3 separate regions of the Gossypium hirsutum genome follow, and all the other regions are linked to region 3. The links are chromatin contacts, called in public Hi-C maps. All regions are on one chromosome and are shown on one strand. Each heading gives the region's core, a stretch centred on a gene start, on an enhancer-like site or on the middle of the called end of the contact. The rest is flanking DNA. Distances are from core to core; before and after follow the strand shown.

Region 1 (2,712 bases), core at 62-2,561, 340 kb before region 3:
TTAAATTAAAAAGCGTGGAGAATAAGGCGATGGGTCCAACAAGATTATAAACCTGAGATCGTATTCTTCTCCGCCTTTCAAGGAAATTGGATCTATGGTGGAGCAAATCATGATACCGGGCTTCTCTGGATCGAGAAGTTTCAATTTCATCGTGGGAAATAACGGAGGAAGCATGAGCGGAAGCAGTGGTGGATGGAGAGGTAGCTAATTGCTGCTGAGTAATTTGTATGTCTTGCTGCAAAGGGCAGAATGTGGGAGCTCTACCAAGAACACGATCACGAAGCCTTCCAACACTTAAGGCTCTGCTAAAACGAGCGTTGCTTTCGAGAGTCTCTCCACTTCCATCTGAATCATTGAAGATAATCGGAGAACAAGAATTGCGGGGAGGTTGTTGAGGTTCAAGTGTCTCAGAATCGTCATCAGGGTTCAACATCTCCGCGGAGGACCCCATGCTATTAGCTCTGCTGAACCGGAAGCTCAAATTACCAGGAAGGAAGCTAATGCCGGAGAGGCAGCGAGAAGGAGAGCGATGAGCAGCTGTTACAGCTGCACCAGAGGTGCTACCACCGGAAGATATGCATGGGGTTGGCAATGGCAATTGCATTTCCTCATTAGATGCCGCTTCGCCTTCAACCTTTCTGTTACTTTCTCTTTTCACCAGATCCGATTCCGACGCAGGTTGTTTCCGGTGATCAAAGTTGGGTTTAGGAGAAGCAGATCTAGATAACGCTCCCAAACAAGAGGACCGGAAAACTCTATTCTTAACCTTGGATCTTCCCCTCAGCCCACCGCTGCTAGACGAGGAAGCAGCAGGTGCAGTGTCTCTTCCTCCTCCTCCTACTCTACAACAACCCTTGCTCCCACCGGATCCCATCTGAGTGGTTTCACTTAAGTTTCACCCTAAACCCAACAAGAAAAAAAGGGAAAACCAGCGTCGATGACGTAATTGGCATTTGGAAGTTGTGCTTGGAAGGCACTCCAACCTTATTATTTAGGGGGCGGAGTGATTAAAAGTGATGTATTACTAACTCATGTCTTCAGATCTCAACGATGGTTACGTCTTGAAAACAGTGTTTCTTAGAGGTGAAAATGCCTTTTTTGATTAATGCCGCCTCCTCTGCCTCTTCTTGGGGCTTATTTTCTTTTTTATTATTATTAATTTTAAATCCCATCTCTGCTCTGCTTTGCTCAGGCGCATGTGGAATGCGGATCCACAAGCAACAGCCTCAGACCACGGCTGACTTTAGTGTACCAACACTACAACTGCTCCACACCCATTATAGGTCCGGTTCACTTACTCTTTCTATGACCAAAACCGGTGAAATTTCAATTATTGCCATATTAAAAATATAAAACGGGCCCAATCAATCCAATAATGAATTAATTGGGCCTATACAGACCCAATAAGTTGATATTAACAGTCGACACATTTGGAATCCATATGTAAGTTTCCGGTACTAGCAAGTATATGATTCTTTTATGGCTTTTATTAATTAATTAAGCTTAACAATGATATACAAAAGCAGTGTTGAAAATCAAATTTCCATCATCTTTTTGATTTTTTTTTATTATCAAGGAGACACTCCTATACTACTACATGCCTCTTTCCCAATACACCAAACTCGACGGCTCCTACTTGTACTTGGTGTTGCATTTATACTTGCATCACTGTACAACTCCCCATCCGTATCGGATTCGCAGTACTTCCCTCTACTTTGCTCATAACATCACTGAGTGAGTGAGAGTGCCTTGGATTTCCCACATTTATTCCAGGAAAGCACCATGTTGCCACCCCTGAATTTGGGTTACACAAACAATCTTCTTGTAGAATTTCTCCCATCCTGCACATTATGCTGAAAGCCAAGTTCTTTAGGACTCGTGAATATGCTTCCAGAATGGAATGTCCAACATCCTGTGCACCAATTCAAAGTGTAATTCATCGCAATTATTAATATACTACAACATAATATTGATTCAATAGTGAAAGATACAATGCAGAATAAAATAAGCTTCACTTTAAACACCAACTACTTACCTTGCCATATTGAATTTTTGAAGCATCAAGAAATGTTTGAGGAAGGTTTGGGTATGCACTCTTTATCTGATGTAAAAGTGCTTCAGCACAGTCCACTAGTAGCTCCATCTTATCCATTTCAGATATAGGATCCTTAATAAAGGACCATGATTTTCGCACTGGCGATTTACCACTAGCTTGTTCTGTAAGTCGCCCTTTCCATGCAAATACAGCAGCTTCCAACCTATTAATGACCTCGAGAGCATTGTTTTCAGACTTTAAATTTAGCGAAATGAACATTTCATCAACCGAGGTGGACTCCAGAGTCAAAACCTTGTACAGGTCGTCACCAAGGCTTGCCTTCCCAGACTGTAAACATAAGGAAAGAGATTCAGTTGCCATAAATGCAATACAAACATCTTGTAAAACTTTAACCTGGAATTTACTCTCATCATTCAAATTTATCAGATACCATAAGATTTTAAAGTAGATTAACGTCAGCTGGTTCCAACTAAAATATCCAGATTCCATTTCTATATTTCCTTTTTAAACATGTCGAGTAACATTTTAGTACTAAAATACATATCATCATAAAAACTATTAAAGGGTCCAATATTTAAAGTCGACTGCCCTGGAGGCAGTGAGCTTGCTCACCTTGGGAAGAGCATCCCTAATAATGGATGGAAGAGGTATTTCAA
Region 2 (2,700 bases), core at 142-2,641, 270 kb after region 3:
TCCATATTCAACCATCGAGGGGGGAAAAGGGGTCTAAGCATTTGTACTGAAAAAGATTAATGACAACAGCATTTTTTCAGATTCATCACAAAGCAACTTAAGGTCTTCAAGTTCCAAAAAAAGGCTAAAGCTAAGGCAAAGGCAAAGATTATTTGGATTTCAGAAAATGTGGGGAGAGATATTTGCTGATCTCTAACATTCCGACAGACTCCTTCCCGGCGAATATCGTCTTCAACTTCTCATCACAAATAATCTCCTTCTTGTTTGCAGGGTTCTGAACAACATCACAGCAAGCAAATTACAGGGTCAAGCAAAGAAAAGACAGACAATATTGATAGGATTATACATGCTTCCTTGCATAACAACAGTCTTAAAATATAAATACTAATGGGACTAAAATAAAGCATAGATTAACACTTAGCTTAGGTGGGATTAAAGAAGAAAACTTCAAAGAGTTGAACAATAAACATAAAAAAAAATGTGAATTCTGATAGACTTAAACATCAAAGGAGCTTTTGGATTTATATTTTTACTGAATAGTTGTAGAACAAAATGCAAAATGCTGCTCCTTTTATAACTTTGTTTTCCCTCTTCACAAATAAATGGTATACAGCATATTTTCTGTTTGACTAACAGGCGTGACTTGCAGAAATCTTTATTCTTGTTTATAAATACAGAAAAATGAGCCATCCTTTACTTTTGGGGGGATTAGGACAAAGTGAATGAGAAGATGGATTGAAACTACCATGAAAACAAACATGATTAACATATTCTCTCTAATTATTCCACCAATAACAAGAGAGCAGGCTAAAGTAACAGTAATATTGGAAGACAAAAAAGGAAAGGGTTTTGGACCTGGAGATTGTGGAGCTTGATGTAGTCCCAAATCCTTTTAATGGCGTCGGTGCGAGAAGCTTCGGAGGCTCCAAGGAACTTGCCCAGCTGTGGAGAGACAGGTATCACCCGCATAAGCCCCCTTCCATTTCCACTGGAAGAAGAAGAAGACGAATAAGCGAAGGAAGCAGAGAAAGCCTTCGCCGCTTCTAACAATCCGCCGCACCTTCCAAACAGTCTTGATGTAGCCATCATCGCTGTCTCTTCCTCAGTTTTCAGCTCCTAAAACCCTAAGCTCTTTTCTTTTTGGCCAGTGAACCCTAAGTCTGTGAGACAGGAAACTTGTGATCCTTTTAAGGAAACAGAGAAAAAAGTAAAGTGGTTGTTGTTACCCTAATTGGGCTTATAATCGAATAGAAAAGAATAATTGGGCTGAAGCATTAGGGAAAGCCTTTCAATGTTTGCACCCTACACTCTTAAGCAAATTTTAGATTTTGACTTTCACACCCAAATCCTAATGTCTTTTTGTTTGTGTGAGAGATTCAGCCGTTTGCGATAAGTATACTAAAAAAGTCCCATTGTATTTTTGTTTTTAAATTTTAAAAATAAGTAAATTAATTAATAAAAAAATTAAATTAATATATTTTTACCGTTAAAAACTAACATAATAATCAAACAGTTACACATGCCATGTAACATTTAACCGTAGAAATGGATGAAATTTTTAACAAGATAACTAGTTTACAATGACTAATTTGCTTATTTTTTAAGTGGGAGAGACAAAATGCAATTATATTCCTAATATAAAAATCTTTGTAATACTTTTATCGTTATTTATTACACTTGACACATCTAGAGTCTTAAGATTGAAAAAATAAGATTTATTTTTCATTCATAACTTAACCTGATCGAATCTCTATAACTATTCCATTCAGCACTTTGAATAATGCAAATAGCTAGGGCAAAAATACTGCTGCTCACCATATTACATTAGATACATTTGGTGTATAAAAGCTTAGTTGAGAGGAGACTATATACAAGCAAGAGTTCAAAGTTAGAGCATACTTCTAATCTCATAAAAGATTGGATTTGATACTTATAAATTACTCACAAAATGATATCACTGAACCAACTTAGCAAAATGCAAGGAAGAAACTGTAACAAAAATTTTGTTTGCATTTATGTTATACCGATCACAATACCGATCGCACGATACCAATTAAGTTAAAACTCATTCAATTGTTACTAGGATGAGAAAGAAACTAAAGATCCCCTCCCTTCATCTCTTAGAGTGATTGATATTACATACTGAACTAAAATTCGAAGAATGTTGCTATGTTACTGGGATGAGAAAGCAACTATAGATCCCTTCCCTTCAAGAGAAATTACTAACAATACGATCTCCTTCCTACATTGAGGGATTGCAACGCAGATCACAAAACGTAGATGAATATACCTATATAACGTTCTTGCTCCTCACAATAATATCACCAAAAGGCTACGGGGAACAAATGCCTCCAGGCTTTGTATAAATCTGTTTTACAAAGAGAAACTCGATGGTTCATCAATCTCTAAACACCCGAAGATATGGTCAGCGTCCATTTAACTTCATCAGTTTCAAGGCTGACTCGAAATCTAAGCCATAAAACCAGCTACAATTGAAGTTTAGCAGACAAAAATGCCTTTGATAGCAACAACTGAAATTATGAACGTGTACATATGATTTTGACAAGGATACTCCATTTCTTATGCTTCTAAGCTATCAAAATAGTATACTTACCCTACTCTTCATCATCGTCATATTCTGGTATATGCTAAAAAAGAATCAAACGACCAGATTCTCATTGTAGTGCAAATTATGGAAAC
Region 3 (2,700 bases), core at 115-2,614:
AAAAGCAGAAACTGGCTGCTTCGCTGTTTGGAGGTCCATCAAAAACAGAAAAGAAGTCGGCTACTGGTCATAAGAGTTCAAAGCCAAGCAGCCACATGGTGAAGTCTAGTATGGAAGTTGCTTCAGAGAAGACATCTGTTCAACAACCTCCGGACTTGCTTGATTTTGGAGAACCAACTGTCAGAAGTACTGCTCCTTCACTAGATCCATTTAAAGATCTGGAGGGTCTTCTTGAGCCAACAACTCAAGTTTCTTCAGCAGTGAATCATAGTTCAACTGCTGCTGTTACGAAGTCCCCTGATATAATGGGATTGTACACAGAGACAACTGCTGGCGCACACCATAAAGACAGTGATATTTTATCTGGCTTGTCAAAGCCGCCAATGACAAATATGGTTGGTGGCACTACAACCATGCAAGTAGCTCAAAGTAGTAAGGGCCCCAACCTTAAAGATTCATTGGAAAAGGATGCACTGGTTAGGCAGATAGGTGTTACTCCATCGAGTCAGAATCCAAACTTGTTTAAAGATATACTCGGGTGAAATATATTGGGAAGGAAGGATTGACATGACTTACAGCAATGGGGTTTCATTATGGTTTTACTTCCATACAGCTAACAACTGGGCAGTTGATAGGTGAACCATACGAGCATTGAGGTATCATTAGCACAGATATGCAGAGATTGTGGTATTAATTTGATTCAGCCACCTCGAATGGGGTTTAAGAGTCAGGTACGGGTCTGTAGTTGTTGGACAGTACAGAGTTTCGTTTCTTTTTTTTGGAATATTATTTCCTTTTTTCCATTTTTGGGTCGTAGGCAAACAGCGCAAGACAGCGGTGTTCTTTGTAGTGAATTTGAGATTTCGTGGCTGTTCCAACTGCAAGGCTTTTTTTATATGGCTGGCTCAATCCGAAAAACGAAAACGGGTTTTTGTATTGTATGATGTTGAGTCTTTGTTGTGATGACAAATAATAATGCTTCAAAGTGGTATAATAAGGGCGAGTTTGGTTGAACGGTGTGTTTATTATAATTAGTGTAAAAATATCAGTGGCGGTGAGATTAAATATTATAACGGAAAACAAAAAAATAAGTTAAATGTATTATATCACATCGTTCACTCAAACCTGTTGGTGTGTTTGTTAAATATATATAATATATACATGTGCATATTTGCTTTGTATTAATATTATAGGTAATTTTGCCAAATTTCATCAAATTATATCATTTAAATTTTAGTATTAATTTTTTCGTTGATAAAAACTCTGGTATAATTTTTATGAGAAAATTTGGCTCAAATATATTAATGATAAACTTTCAGTGATATCATCTAATAAAATTAAAGAACTATATATTTTTTTATAAAAGTTAATGTTAAATTAGGTTACTCTGTAAATATCCGTACATGAACGGCTCCTAAATGTATCTCTACTGCTTGCTCGAGGCGATATTGGAGAAATTCTAAATTTTAACGTTGAATTGATTGGGAAATAGGAAGCATACTCTGCACACTTCAATTTTGGGTGTTCTTTGGTTGTTTGTATTGTATTTTATCCAAAAAGAAATGGGTAGCAGAAATGGCGGTGGAGCTCCTACGATGATAAGAAGAAGACAATCCGATTTTAAAATGTCCTTCAACCTCGCTCTTCGCTCCCTTCTCACTACCTGTTCTAAAGAGGCTAGGTCACCTTTTTTTCCTTTTTATTCTTGAGATTTTTTTTTTCTCTTGTAAGTTTTTCTCAAAGCTGGATCACAATGTGCATACTTTTAAATGGTTTTCTCTATTGTAATTATGAAGGATTTTAGTAAAGAATTTCCAAAATTTACAAGTACAGAGCAAGAACGTCTCTACCAGCGTTTATTCAGGTTCATTCTTTTTTCCCCCTTCAGTTGCCATATCAATAGTTCACTTTTGCATGCAAATCTTTTTCCAGGAATATCTTCTTATTATTTATGTTCTCTCGATCCTTAATAGAAGTATTCCTACTTCTCAAAAATAATTAATCTAAAAGAGGAAAAAGTAATATATATTTCAACACTATCTGGAACGAGTTTTTTTTTCTTGATTTTAACAGCGAGCTCCTTTTTGTCCAAGCCTTTAACCAATGGCGCTACGGATCATATTCAGGTCATTACCACTTTGCATGGGAGTATAGAGGTATACCGTATATATTACCCTTTGCTTTCATAACTCTTAAATTACGTTTGTTAGTGTTCTAATTATCTGTCCCCTTTATCTCTTTAAATTAGTTACAACAATCGCACCTAACAAGTGTTTGTAGTTAAGTGGTTTGCTATATTATATGAAAACTTTTCTCGACTCTGTTGCTTCCTTTGAATTGATTATTAGGGGGAACAGAAATTAGGTCAGTTTTCTCTACTAATTTATGGAATTACATAGCTGAATAGTATGAATCCTGATGGAAACAGCACAATCTCTAAATAAAAGTTATTGCAGCTTTCAGCGATAATTAAAGTAGCATCCATATCACTACTTACGCTGAGTAACAATGCAGCCAAGATGATTGCGTTATGTTTATCTGTTGTTCCACTTAGTTCTTCTAAACATTTTAGTATAAACCCTTTTATTACTTCTCTGGTTATTTCATTGATATCTGTTTATTAAACAACTGATCTATTTTGTTTTATCATTTGGATGTGTACACAAATCAAGGTAAAATATGGGGGAGGGATACGACCAT

Evidence for each region. A called contact is a pair of places that touch in the nucleus more often than the background predicts.
Region 1: a Hi-C map of leaf shows a contact between it and region 3, with 2.6 times the contacts expected there. The contact joins the promoter of LOC107900705 here to the promoter of LOC107900694 in region 3. A contact is called at or near these places in 2 of 34 Hi-C or Micro-C datasets (both in leaf).
Region 2: a Hi-C map of leaf shows a contact between it and region 3, with 4 times the contacts expected there. The contact joins the promoter of LOC107900687 here to the promoter of LOC107900694 in region 3. A contact is called at or near these places in 8 of 34 Hi-C or Micro-C datasets (callus, hypocotyl, leaf and 2 more).

The regions. Positions count from the first base shown.
Region 1 is chrD08:54,388,911-54,391,622 of Gossypium_hirsutum_v2.1, forward strand. It overlaps LOC107900705 (E3 ubiquitin-protein ligase MBR1), which reads right to left and starts at 1,312. Exons shown (of 5, transcript XM_016826399.2): 1 at 53-1,312. The coding sequence starts at 874. LOC107900703 (rop guanine nucleotide exchange factor 14) reads right to left here. Exons shown (of 10, transcript XM_041098412.1): 7 at 2,669-2,712; 8 at 2,036-2,383; 9 at 1,700-1,912; 10 at 1,470-1,697. The coding sequence ends at 1,572.
Region 2 is chrD08:54,992,312-54,995,011 of Gossypium_hirsutum_v2.1, forward strand. LOC107900687 (upstream activation factor subunit UAF30) reads right to left here and starts at 1,392. Exons shown (of 2, transcript XM_016826370.2): 1 at 856-1,392; 2 at 1-274. The coding sequence starts at 1,089. The coding sequence ends at 149. It overlaps LOC107900685, which reads right to left. Exons shown (of 7, transcript XM_016826368.2): 7 at 2,268-2,700.
Region 3 is chrD08:54,724,347-54,727,046 of Gossypium_hirsutum_v2.1, forward strand. LOC107900694 reads left to right here and starts at 1,365. Exons shown (of 6, transcript XR_005916871.1): 1 at 1,365-1,681; 2 at 1,797-1,864; 3 at 2,074-2,156. It overlaps LOC107900692 (AP-4 complex subunit epsilon), which reads left to right. Exons shown (of 11, transcript XM_041098415.1): 11 at 1-1,014. The coding sequence ends at 542.